Regions from separate parts of the Sus scrofa genome. Here regions 2 and 3 are each linked to region 1. The links are chromatin contacts, called in public Hi-C and HiChIP or PLAC-seq maps. All regions are on one chromosome and are shown on one strand. Each heading gives the region's core, a stretch centred on a gene start, on an enhancer-like site or on the middle of the called end of the contact. The rest is flanking DNA. Distances are from core to core; before and after follow the strand shown.

Region 1 (3,533 bases), core at 604-3,103:
AACTATGGTATACATATGGCTTTTAGTTAGAACTCTTGGTTGTAATAGAAACTCTTTATTTAGCTTAAGCAAAAAAGCAGCAGTATACGAATCAAGGCATTTGTTTCAGAACCCAAGGAAAGAGGCTGCCAACAAACTATAGGAACAAAGAGAAAGAGAAATATCAGAGCTTTCTTCTCTCTCAACTCCACTCTGTAGGTTTTCTGTCCATATGGTGGGACAAGTCAGCCCAGAGAGCCCAGGTTTAAGAGACTTCTCAAGGGGGGACTGGGGTTTCCTAGTCCTAATTCCAAATTCTGAGGGAGTGCCTCTGACCAGTACACCTATTTTCATGTGGACTAAGCAACAGTAAAGACTCTTGCTATTATCAGCCCAATGGGAGGAGAAGGCAGACAATATGTACCTCAGTGACTTCCATACTTGATTACGGGATATTTCTTTTTCTTTTTGCCTTTTCTAGGGGTTGAATCGGAGCTGTAGCTGCCGGCCTACACCAGAGCCACAGCAACGCGGGATCCAAGCCGCGTCTGCCACCTACACCACAGCTCACTGCAACGCCGGATCCTTAACCCACTGAGCAAGGTCAGGGACCAAATCCGCAACCTCATGGTTCCTAGTCAGATTCATTAACCACTGCGCCACGACAGGATCTCCTACGGGATATTTCTTAGAGGAACACCTCTTCTTACTGAACAGAACACACCTGGACATTGCAGTGTGGGTAACAGAGTGAAGCTGAAAGCCAGGGTGAGTGCCAGGAAGGAGATTTTCATTTTAGATGGCAGTCACCAGCTGGAGGTAGTGACACTGAACACAGTTTCAGGAAGTCTACATAAAAGCCTGCTACAGAAATCCAGACCTGCAGGGTTCCCCGCCTTGCTCAACGAAAGGAATGTGACTGGCATCCATGAGGACGCAGGTTCGATCCCTGGCCTCGCTCAATCTGCTAGGACTCCAGCATTGCCCTGAGCTGTGGTGTAGGTCGCAGATGTGGCTCAGATCCCGCGTTGCTGTGGCTCTGGCGTAAGCGGCTACAGGCGGGTGCGGCCCTAAAAAGACACACACACACACACACACACACACACACAGCCCGACCTGGGTAGCAGCGCACGCGCACGCACACACACACACACCCCGACCTGGGTAGCAGCGCACACACACACACACACACACACACATCCCGACCTGGGTAGCAGCACACACACACACACACACACACACACACACACACACATCCCGACCTGGGTAGCAGCACACACACACACACACACACACACACACATCCCGACCTGGGTAGCAGCCAGAGTGAGCATCACTGGCCTACAGAACCACCTGAGCTTACTTTGTTTACCCGGCCAGGCACCCAGGGGTGGCAAGCTGCTGAGCTAGTTCCATTTGCCCTCGGAGCAGTCCTCTTAAGGGGTTCACTTTTCCTCCCCAATGCGTCTCCACCGTCATGGTGCGGGGAGAGGGTAAGGATGACACCTAAAGGCCTAGATTACTGAGCCATTCTTGTGAATGCCAGCACCCGGAAAGCGAACTGCGAGTACACCACGAGCGAGGACGCCGACACCGCGCAGTTAAGGGAGAACAATGAGCTGTGGCCCAGGAAGCTGAGGGTAAGCGAGTTCAGAAGTTGAGGCCCCACGCGGTAACACAGAGACCGAAGCAGCGTAGATCGGAAACACCACTCCCGCGATGCCCTAGCCCGGCGCGCGCTCCCGCCTGGCACCGCCCCGATGTCAGAGCCGGCTGCAAGCCCGCAAGGTGAGGGCGGGGGAGCGCAAGCCGAAGGGACGGCCGAAACGCGCGAGCGTAGAGAGCGTGCGCACGCGCAGTGTTCTAGCTGGCCGGCGTGCAGAGCGCGGGAGAAGCGTCCGAAGCCACAGCGAGGAGCCGCACCTCGGTGAGCGCCCCCCTTTCTCCCGGAGTGCTTTGCGCGCGCCCGGTGGGCGGGGGGGAGGGGAGGGGAGGTGGCGGTGGCAGCCATGTTGTTGTGAGACTGTGTCTCACCCTCGGTACTTCGGTGGTTCGGAGGAGGAGGGGGAGGAGAAGGAGGTGGGGTGGGGGGGAGGGAGGTAGGTGGAGAAAGAAGATATTGCCGCCACCGAAGGCGGAGGAGGGGAGGACGGCCAAGAGCGACGCCGCCGTGTGCCCAACGGTCGGTGTCCCCGGCTGAGGCAGCGCGGCCGCAGCAGCCCCGTAAGTCAGTCGCGTTTGCACCCTCTCCCGTGCTCTGACGCCGCGGGGCTGGCTCCCCGGGTATTGTGTGACGGCCTTGGCGGGGGCAGCCCTCCGGTTGGAGGGCGGACGGGGCCTGCGGGGTGCCCCGGACGGCTGCGGCCTGGGGCCCGCTCACACAATGCAGGGGGAGGGGTGCCGGAAGGGGGTGTGCGCCCAGCGGGGGGGTTGCTCTCGGCTTTCCCGCTTCCTTTCCTCCCCCACGTCTCAGCCTCGCGGCGCTGAGGGGGCCCGCCCGGCTCTTGCTCGGTTTCCGCGCGTGTGGGTTTAGAGACCGAGCTGTTCGTCCTCCCAGCTCTTGGGTTCGGGACCGGGAGAGAGGCCGGGTGGATCCGGAGGAGCTGCGAGTTGCAAGTGGGCGAAGAGGAAGGAGTGGGTTTATGAAAACAAGTGTGGGAATTCTAGAGGACCCGAGTGTGTCCAGGAAGAGCTTCCGGTAGACAGGTGTGCTTATGAAAGAAACGGCGACTTGGGTTTAATGTATTAGGTGCCATTAGTAAGGAATGTTTTGTTTTTGTTGTTATTGGAGCCGATTTTGATACTCGGGAAGATATGTAAATTAAAACTAAAGAATAGATTAGAGGCTTCACACATTTTTAGCGTTCGTTTTGTATCTGAACTGGGTCATATTTGGGGAAAATACATTTGTTAGAGTTTTATGCTCAAACACGCGTATAAAAGTTAGTGTTAATTCTGAGAATATAGCTAGGGAAACCGACCTAGCTTTTCATTATAACACATTTAAGCATTTGGGTGGGACATATTTGATGTGTAATAAGACAATCATGTTAAAATCTGGACTTAGTACTTTCTGAGATTTTTAACTTAAGAAAACTAGTTACAGACTTTTGAAATAAAGGTTTTTTTTAGGGAAAGCTTAATTAGAAAAATACTTTTAAATACGTAAGAGAAATATAATACTTGTAAAGGTATCATATGTAAAGTTTTAATAAAGGGTGTTACCTAAGGATTTTAAAAGCTTGTTTACTGCTTAGATTCCTGTTTAATAGGTGACTCTTCACCATGTGACCTGGAGCATTGGAAGATGATTTAAGGATTTCTGGCTAGGGATCAGATTTAAAACACACAAAAGTTTTAATTGGCTAAGCTTCTTTTCTTAGTCTTTAATATCTTGCTTTTAAAAAAATGATTTGCTTTATCTGCACAGTTGTCATAAGTAGTTGTCTGCATTTCCTTTATTTCAAGAATGTCTTTAAAGCCCAATTTTTGGTAAAATTGAGTTATTTAGATTTGTCTTTTCGTATTCTTGAGGGTGGTTTTTATATGCAGAA
Region 2 (3,533 bases), core at 413-2,912, 250 kb before region 1:
CTGCCAGCCCCATGAGGTGCCAAAGCATCACTGTAGAAGACAGAGACACATCAGCGGGTCCCCAGAAGACCCACCCCACCAGAAACCATGGCAGTGCTGGTGCACAGCGGCATGGCCAGAATTCAGATTAGACCCCCTGCTGGCTGTGGTGTCTCTAACTGACCGCACTGCCTCTGAGGTCCAGTGACGTCCCTGGGGGTGACTGAGGCCCGGAGCGCTCCTCCCAGGGCAGCAAGAAGGGGGACTATAAGCTCCTCCGCAATGTGGTTTGCGTTACCGCAGCTTCAGCCATGGAAGGGGCTCCTCGAGTCAGGCAGGAAGCAGAAAATATCAGATTTAGATTCCACATTCCATGCATTGTATACAATTATCCGCTGGAGCCACATAGGGGCACGTGGGACCCACAGAGGCAGAAAATGGGATTGTTCTCCGGGACAGGGTTACTCTTTCATGGGAACCAGTGGTATTCTTGGCCGGCGCCAGGTGTGCCAAGGCCCCCAGCGGTGTGCACTCTGGAATCCTGGGGCCTGCAAGGTATTGGCGACAGGCAGGCTACACATTAGAGCAACACAAACACACTGCTGGTCACTAGGACCCAGGCCCTGAGCTAAGCGTTTTGCAGGCAGTTGCAAAAGAGCTGGCGAACTCGTTGACCAGAGTTCCAAGGTGGTGCAGGTGGGGCGGGAGGCTGGTTCTTTGGGAAAATGCAGTCAAGCAGAAGCCCCTCCTGCTCCTGCCAGAGGGCAGGGAACAGCCCTGGGACTTGGGGTCAGAAGAAAGGAGGAGAGGGCACCTGGGAGAGAGATCTGCACCCAGAGAGGGGGTTCAGTAGCTCTCTAAGAAGGAAACTTGGGGTGACGAAGTCTGTCTCCTTGACTAAGCTTTAGATTCTTCTGTACCTTCTCTTAGCTGAGCCTGGACTTTGGTCCCTGCCCTGTCCTTGGCCAGCCCAGCCCAGTCTCAGGCAGAATCCTGCTCCCTCAGTTTAGAGAGAATCCCCACCCGGGATATCTGATCCCTCTGAACCAGCGCCTCCTCCCCCACCCCCTCTAAGCCCTTGGGCCTGCCTTCAGCAAGAAGCCCCTACCCGACCCTCACCTACTCCTGAGCCCTCTCCCCACTGACCCAGCTGCAGGAGTCTTGAAGAGCGTCTTCCTGTCTGTTTTAACAAGCCTCAGAACAAGGCCCCCTAAGTGAGGGAGAAGAAAGACCCCGAGTTCCCAGCAGCTTTTGCTGGACAGGCCCGGTTGGCCCCTGGAAGCTCACCCCTCACGGAGGGCTCTAATTTATCTGCCGGTTCTGTCACCTCATTGGAGCCTCCTAACATCTCTCTGAGCATCCCTGGGGCCGTGGCCGCCCATGCCCTGTTTCATCAAAGCTCAGAACGTCTGAAGCAGGGTCCTGGGCGCTCCGATGCTTGCACCTGGCGCTGTCACTAATAACGAGAGGCCCACACCAGGACGAGGACGTGCGTGCGAGCAGGACGGCTCGGACATAGGGTCGCGGGGGCCGCTCAGCTCCGGGGGCCCGCGGACGCCCTCCGCCCTCAGTCCCTGCGCAGAGGTCCAGCAAGGCCCGCAAACGCACCGGCCGAGCGCTGCGCGTCCGGCCCAGCGCGGTGGCCGCTAGGCGGCGGGCCGGGGCCGGGCCGGGCCGGGGCGGGCGGGGCGCGGGGCGGGGACGCGGCGACGCCGGCGCCTGCGGGTCCCGTGACCGCGCGCCCCGCCCGGAGCCTCGCCGTCATGCAGTCCCCGGCGGTGCTCGTCACCTCCAGGTGAGCCCGACCCCGCACCTGGCGCCGCGTCTCAGGCAGCGTGGAGTCGGGGGCTCGGGGGCCCGGGAGCCGCGGCCGGTTGCTCCCAGGGCGCGGGAGCCGGCAGAGGCAGCGGCTCCCGGGCTCCCGGTCTGCCGCCCAGGCTCCCCAGCGCGGGGGCCGTTGACCCGGGCTCGGCCCCTCCACCGCCCCGCGGGAGAAGCGGGCAGCTGCGAGTGCCCCCGTTTTACAGATGGGGAAACTGAGGCCTCCCCCCCCCCGCAAGGGCTAATGAACTCACCCAAGACCCACTGGAAGGACTGGACGGGCAGGTCCCGCGCAGGCGGGCAAAGAGGGAGGCTCACTTCTCCCCTTTCCTGTCCATCTGCCTTCATTTCTTTTCGGGAACCTAGTTTTGTATCTTTTCAGCGCTCATCGTGTGTACGGCCCAGTGCACGGCAGTGGGGACGGGGTGAACCGGGCAAGGCTGGGCCCAGCAGGGGAAACAAGGATGGAGGCAGACCGATGCTGAGACAGGGTCGTGGGTTCCGGTCGCCATGGGAACACAGGGCAGGGTGTAACCCCGGCTTCTGGGAGGCAGTGAATGAAGCCAGGCTCTGCTGGAGGAGTGGGCATGAACCAGGTGAGGGGGGAGAAGAGGAGGCGGCTGCTCCAACAGGTGGCTCAGACAAGTGCAGTTTGAGCAGAGGCCTTGGCAGGGTCCCTGGAGGCAGAGGATGCAGTGTGGGCCCACCCTGGTTCCGGGTGGAGGACTCAGCGCAGAACAGATCCTGGAAAGGCTGCGATGTCCGTGCTTTTACTTCCCCCCTTTCTAATATCTGTCTAGCCACTCACTGCAACTATTTTCATATACTCCACCCTGTTCCCTCTACACAAGATCTTGGACTAAGGCATCAGTCTCTTACACAAATGAGTGGTGTTTTTCCAGCTGCAGTCTGAACATCCCTGTGCCCTCAGGCTGGTCTAGAAAAGTACGATTCTTTAATCGAACCTTGATGTCAGCCCTTGCTTGGTGTCCTCTGCCTGGTTGCTGGTCATGTCCTCGTTGGCAGAAGCGTCCCTAGTGCCACACAGCTCACCCCCACCCCCTCTCGCTGAGTCTCAGTTTCCTTTTCTGCAAAAAGGGCGTTTGAGGTTGGCAGGTGTGAGCAGACCAATGAGGGTGTGACTTTGGCGCTGGGAGCTGGGGTAGCAGGTGGATGGCTTCCCTCACTGCCCCGCCTGCACGGGGCTTCTTCACAGATGCTGGGGCTGGTGGTGAAGGCCAGGTGAGTGGTTCTAGGATACAGCAGTGAACCCCTTTCCCAAACTTCCATGGGGCAGGTGGACAGTGGGTAAATGCGTGGTGTGTAGGGGGGGTAAATGGTGTGAAGGAAAATAAAGGGATGGGGAAAGAGTGTGCTAGGAGGAGGGCGTGGCGTGGGCTGGGAGGGTCTTTCTGAGAGAGTGGCGGGTGGGCAGGTGCCTGACAAACGAAAGGGCAATTTTAAGAAAGAATGTACTGGGCAGAGGGCACAGCAGGAGCCAAGGTTCTGGGGCAGAGGGGTGCTTGGGCCCCAGCGAGGAGGCCACTGTGGCCCGAGGGGAGTGAGGCAGGAAGAGTGTCGAGGGATGTGGCGCAGAGCTGGGGGCCTGGGGGCAGGGGACCGTCCAGATAGGCCTCCCCGGCTGAGGTGTCACAAAGGGCCGCTGTGCTGTGCTGACGGGAGGTGGGTGAGCTGGGCGCAGCGAGGAGGCCCTTCAGGAGACGCTGGCAGTG
Region 3 (3,533 bases), core at 451-2,950, 130 kb after region 1:
GCTTCTGAGAGGGAGAGATTTTCCTGCAGAACCCGGGCTGGGAGAAGAAGCAAGCAGGCCAGCAGTCAGCTGGGTCAAGGCAAACCCTGACCCTCTACCTCCACTCTCAGTGTACGTGTCCTCCTTAGGGCTCCTCCTCTTCCTAATCGGCCCAGATTTACTAAGGCAAATTTACTCAGCTTGAAAGAGTAAATTTCTAAATAAACTGGTCATTTTTATTTTATTTATTTATTTATTTTGGCTGCACCCATGGCATGTGTAAGTTCCCAGGCCAGGGATCAAAACCCTTGAAACCGAGCCATAGCAGTCACAATGCCAGATCCTTAACCCATTGAGCCGCCAGGGAACTCCCTCAACGGGTCATTTTTATAATATAAAGAGGCTCTAACAAATATTCCTTGACCCCAGTTTTCTTTGTTTTGTGGAGGAGAGAAAAGCAAAATTCCAAACTGACCTATGTTTCCTCCATATTGAGTTGAAAGGGCTAGAGAGCTGACTTCAGACTATGAGCCAGCCCCTGGCAAACACCCTCATGGCTTTCTATTCAAAGGGCCCTTTAACCTGTCAGGACGCCCTGAACTCCTTGGAGAGGTCCTGCCTGGTGCCATGCGGTTAGATGATCCTTGAAATCAAGGCCTAAGAGAACTGCTTCAGGCCTTAAGAACCTGCAGGAGGCTCTGCAGGCGGAGATGGGGACGGTGGGTGGGGAAGTCGGTATCTTTGGTCTCCAGGTCCAAGGTCACATTGCAGGCAGGGCCCGGCAGGTTCTTCCCCTTTTCGTTCAAGGCCATTTGCTCTACAGACCTTCCATGGTCTTTGAACACCTACACAGAGGCTCGGGATTGCTGATGGCACCACTGAGGTCTAAGGCCCCTCAGGGAATCACGAAGGAGCAAAAATGCCAGTGGTGCTTCTCAGACCTGCAGGCTGGAAGTCACCTGGGCCCAAGGCTGTTTACTTTTCCTTTTGACTCAGAGAATGAAGAGAGAGGGCACTGCTTTCTATCAAAAGACACTGAAAAGTCCTTTAAAATTTTTTAATTTTTTTAAACAACCCTTCCTGGGCGTGTCCAGCTGTTTAAAGTAAGGCCCCTAGTTTCCAGCACTGGCAGAAGGCCAGCGCATGTGGAAACTAGTGCTGGGGTGTAGGGTGAGAGGGCGCAGAGAGCACCATCCGCAGCCAGGGAAGGGGCCACTGATTTAAGGGCCCATCACTTCGGGCCCCCGCACAGCCTCAGAAAGTGTTCCCGCCCGGATCCGGGAGTCCAGCGCACCTGGAGGGGGCTCGGTGTTCACGCCCAGAGGGCGCTGCAGACTGGCGCCAGCAATCGAGGACCAACTCCCGCCCCTCCCGCCAGTCTCCCGGGCAGAGCCTCAAAACCCTTGGCCAGGGCGGTAGGGGGGTGCGACCAGTCCCCAACCCCCGGGAACACCGGAGCAGCAGAGCCGAAACCCGGGGAACCGCGGCGCGCGGGGACCGTGGCCCTGGGGGTAGGCGAGGCTCGGCTTCCCTGGCGCGGTGCGGAGGCGGGGCTGGGGAGCCGGGCTTGGGGCGTTCCTTGGGGGCCGGGCCTGTGGCTCAGGGGGCGGGGCGGGGTTCTAGGGGGCGGGGCTCTAGGGGGTGGGGACTGGGGCTGGCCCCGAGACCTGGCGAGCTGGGGGTGGGGGGCGAGTTTTTTGCAACGGCTAAGGGCCTGCGGGTTTATTATAAGGCGGAGCTCGGCGGGAGAGGTGCTAGCGGTAGCTGAGCGGAGCCGGAGGAGTCTAGCACCAGAGCGAGGACTGCAGCCAGGGGACCCCGCAGCCCTCGCCTAGGACAGCAGCGCGCTTGGGCATCGCTCAAGGGAGCTGGGCGCAGCGCAACCCGCAGAGCCGACTCGGAGCCTCGCGCAGACGGCTCAGCGCCGCGCACCCCTGACCCGCGCAACCCGCTGCGCTCCCGCCGCTGGTCCGGGCAGCATGAGGCGCGCGGCGTTTTGGCTCTGGCTCTGCGCGCTGGCGCTGCGCCTGCAGCCGGCCCTCCTGGTGAGTGCGGCCGGGGGCTTGGCCGGGAGGTGGCGGGAAGCCGGGGCTGGCGGATCGGCCGATACCGGCGACCGCACGTGGAGGGGGAGGGGAAGCGGGGACTTCCCCTCTTCCCGCGCTAGCAAGGCTGGCGGGGAGACTAGGAGCCCCGAAATCAGGGCTCTTGACCCAACTGCCTCCGCCGTCGGGGAATGGGGGGGGGGGGCCGTGGGTTCCGCAGCTCCGGGAGGAGGCTTGGGGCGTCCCGTGGAGCAGAGCCTGCGCCGGGGCCCCGAGCTCAATTACGTAAAAGGGCTCCAGTGGCGAAAGAGCCAGCCAGCCAGCGGCGGCTCCTGGGGTCGCCGGCTCCCACCCAGTCACCCCGGGCACTGCGGCGGCAGGGCCCCTCGCCGGTGACCCAGGAGGATGCCGAGATCGCGGCTAATACGCCCCGCCCGCGGACCCTAATTCAAACCAGATCGGTCGAGCCGGAGCGCCCGGCCCCTCTGGCAGAGGCAAGTTTGGGAGCAGCGGAATCGGCGCGGGAGCAGGCGGGCGTGTGCACTAAGGAGCCCCAGCCAGGGCTGCGAGGACGACCGGGGCGGGCGGACAGAGGTGGGGTCTCGGCTGTCCGTTGGCTGGCCGAACGGAGCCAGGCCGGGTGTAGCAGGAGGTTCCGGGAAGTTGGCCTCGGAACGCAAGAGACCCGCAGGAACCCAACTTCTGGGCTGTTGAAGTTGTGCTGCCTGCGGAGGGGCGAGAGCCTGCGCTGGGCACGGTCGGGGCGCGCGGGCTGCTTCCACGCGAGTGGACCCGGGAATGGCTTTACCCCTCCCCCGGCCTGGCTTTGTGCTGGAGCAGCGCGGAGGGAAGGCGGGTCCCTTGGCCCGCCCAGTGGAGCTAGAAGAAAAGGGGGACAAACGTGGAGCCCGAAGCTGGGGGGAGGCCGTGGGGTAGAACTCCAGCACCCACCTTTGGAGAGGGGTGGGTCGCCTCTAAAGAGGGATCTGGCCGACAAAGAGATCCGGAGGGTCCCCAGAAAGTGCTCTCCCGCCCCAGCCGCCGTCCGCTGGCCCGCCTTCCCCAAAGGGGGCGCTTTGTTCTCGGCCCCGGTAACCCTTTCCTGGGAACCGCCCCGCGGCTCCAGCCTACTATGGGCTGAGACCTGGGCTGCCGCCAGGTGTCAGCGCTGGCCGCCGGGTGCTCACGTCCACCCCCACAGCCCCCACAGCCGGTGCCCGAGTCCCAGGGTCCTCTCCTCTGCTCCGTGTGAGCCAGGTCGGCCATCCCCGGGGATGGAGAGGGGAGGTGCGGACCGAGGGGGCTCGCCCCCTTCCGGAAGTGGCGGTCTCTCGCTACCACATCTGGACGGCTCACTTCCCCAGCTCTGGCAAAAGGAGGCACGTGGGAGGGCAAGGAGCGGCGGCCGGGGGTGGGTACCCCGGTCCTCCACTTACAGTGTATTTTCCGGCCAAGTCTCTCGGCAACACCAAGCCAACCCTCTGGAAGCAGGTCCCTCTACAATAATAG

Evidence for each region. A called contact is a pair of places that touch in the nucleus more often than the background predicts. HiChIP or PLAC-seq counts read pairs in DNA pulled down with a chosen protein or histone mark.
Region 2: a contact with region 1 is called in an H3K27ac HiChIP or PLAC-seq map of alveolar macrophages. The contact joins the promoter of HS1BP3 here to the promoter of PUM2 in region 1. A contact is called at or near these places in 1 of 5 promoter capture datasets (liver), 3 of 47 Hi-C or Micro-C datasets (embryonic fibroblasts, liver and retroperitoneal adipose tissue) and 2 of 2 datasets of contacts at active chromatin or transcription factors (alveolar macrophages and skeletal muscle).
Region 3: a contact with region 1 is called in a Hi-C map of liver, with 2.7 times the contacts expected there. The contact joins the promoter of SDC1 here to the promoter of PUM2 in region 1. A contact is called at or near these places in 1 of 5 promoter capture datasets (liver), 2 of 47 Hi-C or Micro-C datasets (both in liver) and 1 of 2 datasets of contacts at active chromatin or transcription factors (skeletal muscle).

What each region holds. Positions count from the first base shown.
Region 1 is chr3:117,856,077-117,859,609 of Sscrofa11.1, forward strand. PUM2 (pumilio homolog 2) reads left to right here and starts at 1,854. Exons shown (of 22, transcript XM_013996320.2): 1 at 1,854-1,906. It overlaps LOC102158392 (a long non-coding RNA gene), which reads right to left and starts at 1,751. Exons shown (of 3, transcript XR_302627.3): 1 at 1,343-1,751.
Region 2 is chr3:117,607,325-117,610,857 of Sscrofa11.1, forward strand. HS1BP3 (HCLS1-binding protein 3) reads left to right here and starts at 1,663. Exons shown (of 7, transcript XM_003354913.5): 1 at 1,663-1,774. The coding sequence starts at 1,743. It overlaps LOC102157748 (a long non-coding RNA gene), which reads right to left and starts at 1,601. Exons shown (of 4, transcript XR_002342833.1): 1 at 1,267-1,601; 2 at 1-30.
Region 3 is chr3:117,985,885-117,989,417 of Sscrofa11.1, forward strand. It overlaps SDC1 (syndecan 1), which reads left to right and starts at 1,701. Exons shown (of 5, transcript NM_001243190.1): 1 at 1,701-2,024. The coding sequence starts at 1,959.